2 separate regions of the Pan troglodytes genome follow, and region 1 is linked to region 2. The links are chromatin contacts, called in public HiChIP or PLAC-seq maps. All regions are on one chromosome and are shown on one strand. The core of a region is the stretch at or near the end of the contact, and the rest is flanking DNA. Distances in the headings are between cores, read along the strand shown. Region 1 holds the start of CFAP298 (cilia and flagella associated protein 298). Region 2 holds the start of URB1 (URB1 ribosome biogenesis homolog).

Region 1 (3,599 bases), core at 204-2,703, 220 kb before region 2:
TACTCCCAATATCGCAGAGGGTGGACACCCCCCTGGGATATTGTTCCTAGTATCCCAACGGGGAGAGGATGATATTACTCCCCATATCGAAGGAAACGTACACCACCCCTGTGATATTGTTCCTGATATCCAGAGAGGAAAAGAATGATATTACTCCCAACAGCGAAGGAAATGTATACCCGCGCTGTGATATTTTTCCCAGTATCCGGGGGGGAGAGGATCATATTACTTCCAATATCGCAGGGTGTGTACACCCCCTCTGTTATCTTGTTGCTAACATCCAGGTTTGGGGAGGAAAACATTACTCCCAATATCACAGGGGGAGTACACCCCCCCGTGACCTTGTTAGTAATTTCCTGGGTGGAGAGGATGACATTACTCTCAATATCGCAGGGGTGTACACCCCACTGTGATATTTTTCTAAATATTCAGGGCGGGAGACGATAATATTACTCCCAATATCGCAGAAGGTGTACATTCCCTGACCATCAAACATAAGAAGTCCAACAACCTGTTTAGTTTTCTTTAGATCTGTATTTGAATTTGTATTGTCCGTTTGTTTATTTATTATTTTTGAGACACAGTCTCACTCTGTCGCCAAGGCTGGAGGGTAATGGCGCGATCTAGGCTCACTGCAACCTCCGCCTCCCGGGTTCAGGCAATTCTCCCACCTCAGGCTCCCTAGTAGCTGGAATTACTGGCACGCGCCACTACGTTCGGCTAATTTTTGTATTTTTAGTAGAGAAGGGGTTTCACCATGTTGGCCAGGCTGCTTTCGAACTCCTGACCTCAGGTGATCCGCCCTCCTCGGCCTCCCTAAGTGTTGGGATTACACGCGTGAGCCACCGCTCCCGGCCTGTCCATTTATTTTTGTTTTCTTTTTGTCACACTAAAATATAAGCTCCATGAGTGCAGTGACTCTGGATCTGTGGGGCCCGGAATAAACAGCGACTGACGCCGACTGCCTTCAGCAAGAGTCCGCTGGAGGATGGCTGGATATTTCCGGGAGGGTCGCTCTGGCAGGAGCCGCTGGAGCTACCCTAGCAACGCCATCCAAATCAACCTGAACGAAGAAGTGCGGACACTCGCCCTGGCCCCTCCGTCCTGAAAAGCTGACCCGCGCAAACAGCAGCGAACAGCAAGACTCAGTTCTAGGTCGCTGCCGCCAAACTTTCCCAGGCCGGAAACAGCGTGGAAACGTTGCCGGAAGTGGAGACTGAAAGCGGCGGAAGGGACGCTGGAATGTGGAGCGGTTGTGGGGCGGCTGCTGCGGAACTCGGCGATTGTGGTTCCTGCCGTACTTCCCGTTCCTCATCTAGTAACTCCCATCTCAGCCCACGTATCTCCCTGAGTGGAAATCTCGGGCCCCAGACCAGTCGATTGGGAGGTCCGCCCTCCCCTTCAGCGACTTGGTCTGTGTTTTGGCAGTTGCCCCGACAACAGTCACTTCCGGGAAGGGGCTCTGCGAATCTCCTTCCGCGGGTCCGCTCAGAATCAGCTGTCCTCTCAGACTGTGTGGGTGGTTTCCCCGGCCGCAGCTCCGTACGGGCGTGGATTGCTGGGCCTCGGTGCACCCCAGCCTCCCCCACTCGGGTTCTGAGCTTGAGCTGGCGGCTCTTTTTAACTCTGCTTCACTGTTGCTCTTGGCAACATCCACTTCCGGGAGCGAGTGCAGTTTCCCCCGCTCACCGCGGTCTAGGGAGCGTGGGATTCCGGACTCTGAGCGACTGTTAGTGCGTCGCCGCTGCTGGCGATCAGGCGACCCTCGGCCGGCAGGACCCGCGGGCCACGCAGCCCGGGCCTTCTCACCGCCTCAGTACCTCGGCGGGACCGCCATGGTTCTGCTGCACGTGAAGCGGGGCGACGAGAGCCAGTTCCTGCTGCAGGCGCCTGGGAGCACCGAGCTGGAGGAGCTCACGGTGCAGGTGGCCCGGGTCTATAATGGGCGGCTCAAGGTGCAGCGCCTCTGCTCAGGTGCGGCTCGCGGGTGGGCCCATCCAGGACAGATCGAGAGACCGGCGTGGGATGGAGAAAGAGGGGCAGGGTGGGCCGAGGGGTCAGGTTTGTGAAGATTATTGAAGAGATTTGCAGCAGCCGGGGTTGAAACGGGACACTAGGGTTAACCGGAGATGAATAAGGAACCGGAGAAGATCCGGCCTGTCTGACACCCCGGGCTGGGAGGTGGGCCCAGGTGCCTCTCGGAGCCAGGATTTGGGGTGCTGCGAATAAGTGGAAATGGGCTGGGGAGGGAGGAGGGAGCCGAAAGGCCGGGCTGAACAGCAGACTTAGTGCAATTAATCACGTGTGAGGGGTGAGATGAGAACTAGGTGGGCTTTTAAAAGCTGAATTTACTATTTTTAGTCGCCCGATGTAAAGCAGCGAGCCACCTGGCTTTGGGACGGCCCCTTACAGTTGAGGAAGCCTTGGTGATCTTTCCCCGCCCTGGAAACGGCCTCTTGCGTTGCGGCGCCGTCTCCCTACCCCGCGCAGGTTCCAGGGCACCCGCTTTGCCGCAGAACTTTCCGGCGGTGGAAGGGCCCCCATCTGTGCTGTCCATTGGGCAGCCGCCGGCCACTTGTGGCCGTAGAGCATTTGGAATGTGGCTAGTGCGGCCAGGCAACCGAATTTTACATTTGCATTTTAATTAATTAAATATATAAATATAAATAAATATTATATATAAATATAAATAAATATTATATATAAATATAAATAAATTATATATATATATATATGGTATGTGTGTGTGTGAGAGACAGGGTCTTACTGTTGCCCAAGCTGGAGTGCAGTGGCGCGATCTCTGCTCACTGCAACCTTCGCCTCCCGGGTTCAAGCTATTCTCCTGCCTCAGCCTCCCAAGTATCTGGGATTACAGGCACCCACCACCACGCCCAGCTAATATTTGTATCTTTAGTGGACACGGGGTTTCATCATGTTGGCCAGGCTGGTCTCGAACGCCTGACCTCAGGTGATCCGCCTGCCTCCGCCTCCCAAAGTGCTAGGATTACAAGTGTGATCCATCGCGTCTGGCTCATTTTAATTTAAATAAATTTAAATCGCCAAGTGGAGCGAGTAGCTGCCGCATTAGACAGCATAGTTTTTGAACTTGACGGGATGATACTTCCTGATGCGGTCTAGGATATTACTATTTATATAACTATCGTGTATATATAGAATATACAAACGTAACTATTTGCAATAAATAGTATATTCATTTATGTGATTTATTAAATTGCATGAATATGTGATTTATTATGAAATGTATTGATTACATTATATGAATATGTGAGTTTTGCACCGTGGAGAAATTCCTGAGGGTCATGGTTCTTTTCATGAAACTTATGTGTAGTTTCTTAATTGAGCTTCCAACACAAACTCAATATTAAATGTTATTTTTAAGTTAAAGCATTTGAGGAGAAAAGGAATTCATCTTCTTTTCCTATAACGTTATAAATTGGAAATGTGCTGAATGCTAAGAGTCACATTAGTGAACTTAAAATTCATGTATTTATTCTGCACCAGTGCTCAGCCTTCAGAAGACAAGGATGGGGCCGGGCGTGGTGGCTCACACGGGTAATCCTGACACTTTGAGAGGCTGA
Region 2 (3,574 bases), core at 1,066-3,565:
ACTTTGTGTTATCCTTAGCTTGTTCTGTATTTAAGGTTATATGAGCCTCGTAAAAGATGTTGGGATACTTTATTTTTTATTTTGTGGAACTAACGGCACAAGGTGAGAATTATCTGTTTCTGAAAAAATTGTTAGAACTTAACTGAAAAATCATCTTCATGTTGGGAAAGTGCTATGGTTTGAATGTTTGTGTCCCCCTCAAATTCATTATGTTGAAACCCCATGCCAAATGTGATATTTGGTGGTGGGAGGCCTTTTATGAGGTGACCAGCTCATGAGGGTGGAGCCCTCAGATGGAATTAGTGAGTGTCTTTATAAAATAGGCCCTATCAAGAAAGGTCGGGAGACAGAGAGTGAGGTATGTACAGGAAAAGTCCACATCTGAGCCACTTCAGCTCTGGGCAAAGAGTTTCAAAGAGAGGGAACAAGTACAAAAGCTCTCGGGCTTTTTTCCTCAGCTTAGAATGTCCTAAGAGCAGTACCACATAGTCTGCAACAAACCAGAATGCTCCTGGAGGCAAATAATACAAAGCTTTGATATGGAAAGACAAGTCACTATCCAGAGGTTGGTGAGCCTCATATCTGAACAAAGGGTTAACCCGGCATCAATGATTCATGGCATTAACTTAGTCTAAAACACCCAAATGCACTTCTGAGCCACACTTGCCATCCATACATCTCTGGCTAAGGCTGTAAAATGGGCACTGCCAACTTCTGTTTCTTTGTTTTTAATTTGGGACTAGGATACACTGGGTGAGTCCTGGCTCCACCAGTTACTAGCTGGATAATCCTGGGAAGTTCCTCATGCTCTTTAATTGTTTGTAAAGCAAACCAGCGCAGAGGGATGGTAATTTGCCCAAGGTCACACAGGCAGAAACTGAACTCAGGGCTTTTGACTGTTCCCTAACTCTTTCTGATAACTTTTTGGTTGGGACCACCATAGCAGAAAACAAAGTTGGTGGTTAGCAATTAACCAGAGAAGAGGACCCGTGTGGATTCTGTATTCACTAATGAGTGTTGCCTTTTACAGATGACTTTTTGAGCATATTCCCCTCTCTTAACACTGCTGCATTAGCTCATATCTGCTGGGGGTGACACCCTCTCTCTGACCTGCCTACAACATAGACATCTCCACAGGCACAATCATCTTGTCGGGACAGAGGCTCAGCGTCAACACACGTGCTTTTTCTACTAGAAACTCTGAGACCCCAACAGGCCACAAAAGCCCACATCCTCAGATGTTCAAAACACATCTGCTTACAGAATATGAAACACTATTTTCTTAGACTAGAGGACAACCTGATGGAGAATTTCAGTAATCACCAAGTTACTTATCTAATGCGCTGGTTCATGATTTATTTGGACACATACCTAAGTATCGATGAAGTCGTATTAAAATATGTACCAGCCTGTTTTTACTTTTACTTTCATTTTATTTCAGAGCATTTAATGCGGTTCACAAATCAATCACATCTTCCAAAAACACACTGTGTTGTTTTTCTCCTCAAAGCAGTTTTTCATACATTGCATCATTTTCTGTTCATAACAGTCCCAAGGACTGGATAGGGTTGGCTTTGCTGTCTCCATTTTAATGACAGGAACTTAGATGTGGAGGCCTTACGCTGTCCAGGAAGGGGTTTTACAGACGTTACTTCGTTTGGTCTTCTCCTCCCACCCTGTACGGCGCAAAGAGCCCATCAGTTTGCGGAAGTCTGGGGTGGAGGACAGTCTGGAGTGACATGCTACCAGACCAGTCGATCTGGTTCGGACTGTGACATAAGCTAGGGGTCGAAGTCAGGGGCACCCGCACAGGCGGACCTGCCTGGCACCTAGCCAAGGCGAATCCACCTTCCCGGCCAGCCACCAGGGCCTTGAATTGGCAAAGTATCGAATCCTGTTGTGTGTGAAGCAAGCTCTTCATGCGACACCTTCAGGGCGACCTCGGGTCAGGAACTACTCATTGTGCTGCTTGGACGCGCCGGGGCCCGAGTCTTCGTGGATCGGCCAGGCCAGGAGTGAAAGGTCTGGGAGTTCTTCCGGCCCAGAGCACCCGAAGAGCCACCGGGATCAGAAGTGCGCCCCGGTGGACCCCAAACCCTGCAGCCGGGGACGGGGGGTGTCGTGGAGTGTCCCCTCGCCCCATGCCGTGACCGGGACAACGGGTACAGCAAATTCACATGGAGCCCCAAGACTCTGGATCCCTACCGCCCCGCCCCTTCTGCAGGCCACGCCCCTTCCGCCGGTCCCAGCCTCGCGCGGGTCTGCCCCTTCCGCCGGCCTTTCCCCGAGCCCCGCCTCTTCCGCCAGCGCCGCCCCTTCCTGCCCCATGTGGGCCTGAAGCGCGTGTCTGCTGTCTGTGCCAGTGCTCCTGCCGGGTCCCCTCAGGTGTGTCGTTTCCGTCGCGCTTCCGCCCTCTCGGCCATGGGGGTCCCCAAGAGGAAGGCCTCGGGCGGCCAGGACGGCGCGGCTTCCTCCGCGGGTGCAGCCAAGCGCGCCCGCAAAGAAGAGCTCACGGGCGTGCGGTTCAAGGCTCAGCTGAAGGACCCGCAGGGCCCCGGGCCAGGTGAGTCCGGGGCGGCAGGCGCAGGGTCGGGAGCATAGGCTGGCGAGGCGGCCTCCGTGTGCCGGGCACAGCCTCTCCTTTCTGCAGCTTTCGGGTCACACAGGCTCAGTGGCAAGCCTCTGGTTTGCAGAAAACTGAGGTTCAGGACTGCTGTGTACTTCCTTGCTCTGGACTGTCGGCGACAGCGAGAGGTCCCCGACTTGATTGGGACCGTTTCATGTTACAACACATTTATTTCCCTTGCCCAGGCAGCATCCCTCAGCGAGCTCTAAAACCTCTTTATTGCAGTTGTCAGGGAAGTAAATGAAGTGTCCTTCTCTATTGAGTCCTTACTGAGTCGGCTCAGGACGGTTCATGAGACAGTTTGCTACTCCTTGGGCCGTCAGCACCGTTTTCAATAGCTTCCATCCCCCAACACTCATACTGACTTGATAACTTGTAACAAGCTACTAGAAGCCACCACAGCTACTTGTCAGTTGACCAGGAATGGGCCAGTGACTGAGATGTAGCCGACTCTATAATTTAATTACACTTTTTGTAAAGTGTGACCACCCTTCGCGACTACTTGTAATCGTTTGGAAAGTAACATGGTTTGGGAAAAACGCAATTGAACGTGTTGCCATGTGGAAGCATTGCTCCAAAATAAAACAGTGGCAGTTTTTCTCCCAGGTTAAATAAACGATTAAATTAATGGCCAAAATATCTTCGACTTCCAATTTTTGTCCTCATTTTTTTTTTTTTAAACAGACAGGGTCTTGGTCTGTTGCCCAGGCTGAAGTGCAGTGGCACGATCATAGCTCACTGCAGCCTTGAACTTCTGGGCTTAAGCTGTCCTCCCACCTCAGCCTCCCAAGTAGCTGAGATTGTAGGTGCACAACACCATGCCCAGCTATGTTTTTTTTTTTTTTTTTACTTTTTGTAGAGATGGAATCTCACTATGTTGTCCAGGCTGCCCTCGAACTCCCAGTCTCAAGCAATCCTCCCACCTTGTCTTCTCAAAGGGCTGGGAGT

What was found. HiChIP or PLAC-seq counts read pairs in DNA pulled down with a chosen protein or histone mark.
Region 1: an H3K4me3 HiChIP or PLAC-seq map of stem cell-derived excitatory neurons shows a contact between it and region 2, with 8 times the contacts expected there. The contact joins the promoter of CFAP298 here to the promoter of URB1 in region 2. A contact is called at or near these places in 1 of 7 Hi-C or Micro-C datasets (induced pluripotent stem cells) and 1 of 1 datasets of contacts at active chromatin or transcription factors (stem cell-derived excitatory neurons).

Annotation. Positions count from the first base shown.
Region 1 is chr22:33,320,922-33,324,520 of NHGRI_mPanTro3-v2.0_pri, reverse strand. CFAP298 (cilia and flagella associated protein 298) reads left to right here and starts at 1,453. Exons shown (of 7, transcript NM_001350328.1): 1 at 1,453-1,974. The coding sequence starts at 1,836.
Region 2 is chr22:33,100,440-33,104,013 of NHGRI_mPanTro3-v2.0_pri, reverse strand. URB1 (URB1 ribosome biogenesis homolog) reads left to right here and starts at 2,315. Exons shown (of 40, transcript XR_010154419.1): 1 at 2,315-2,563.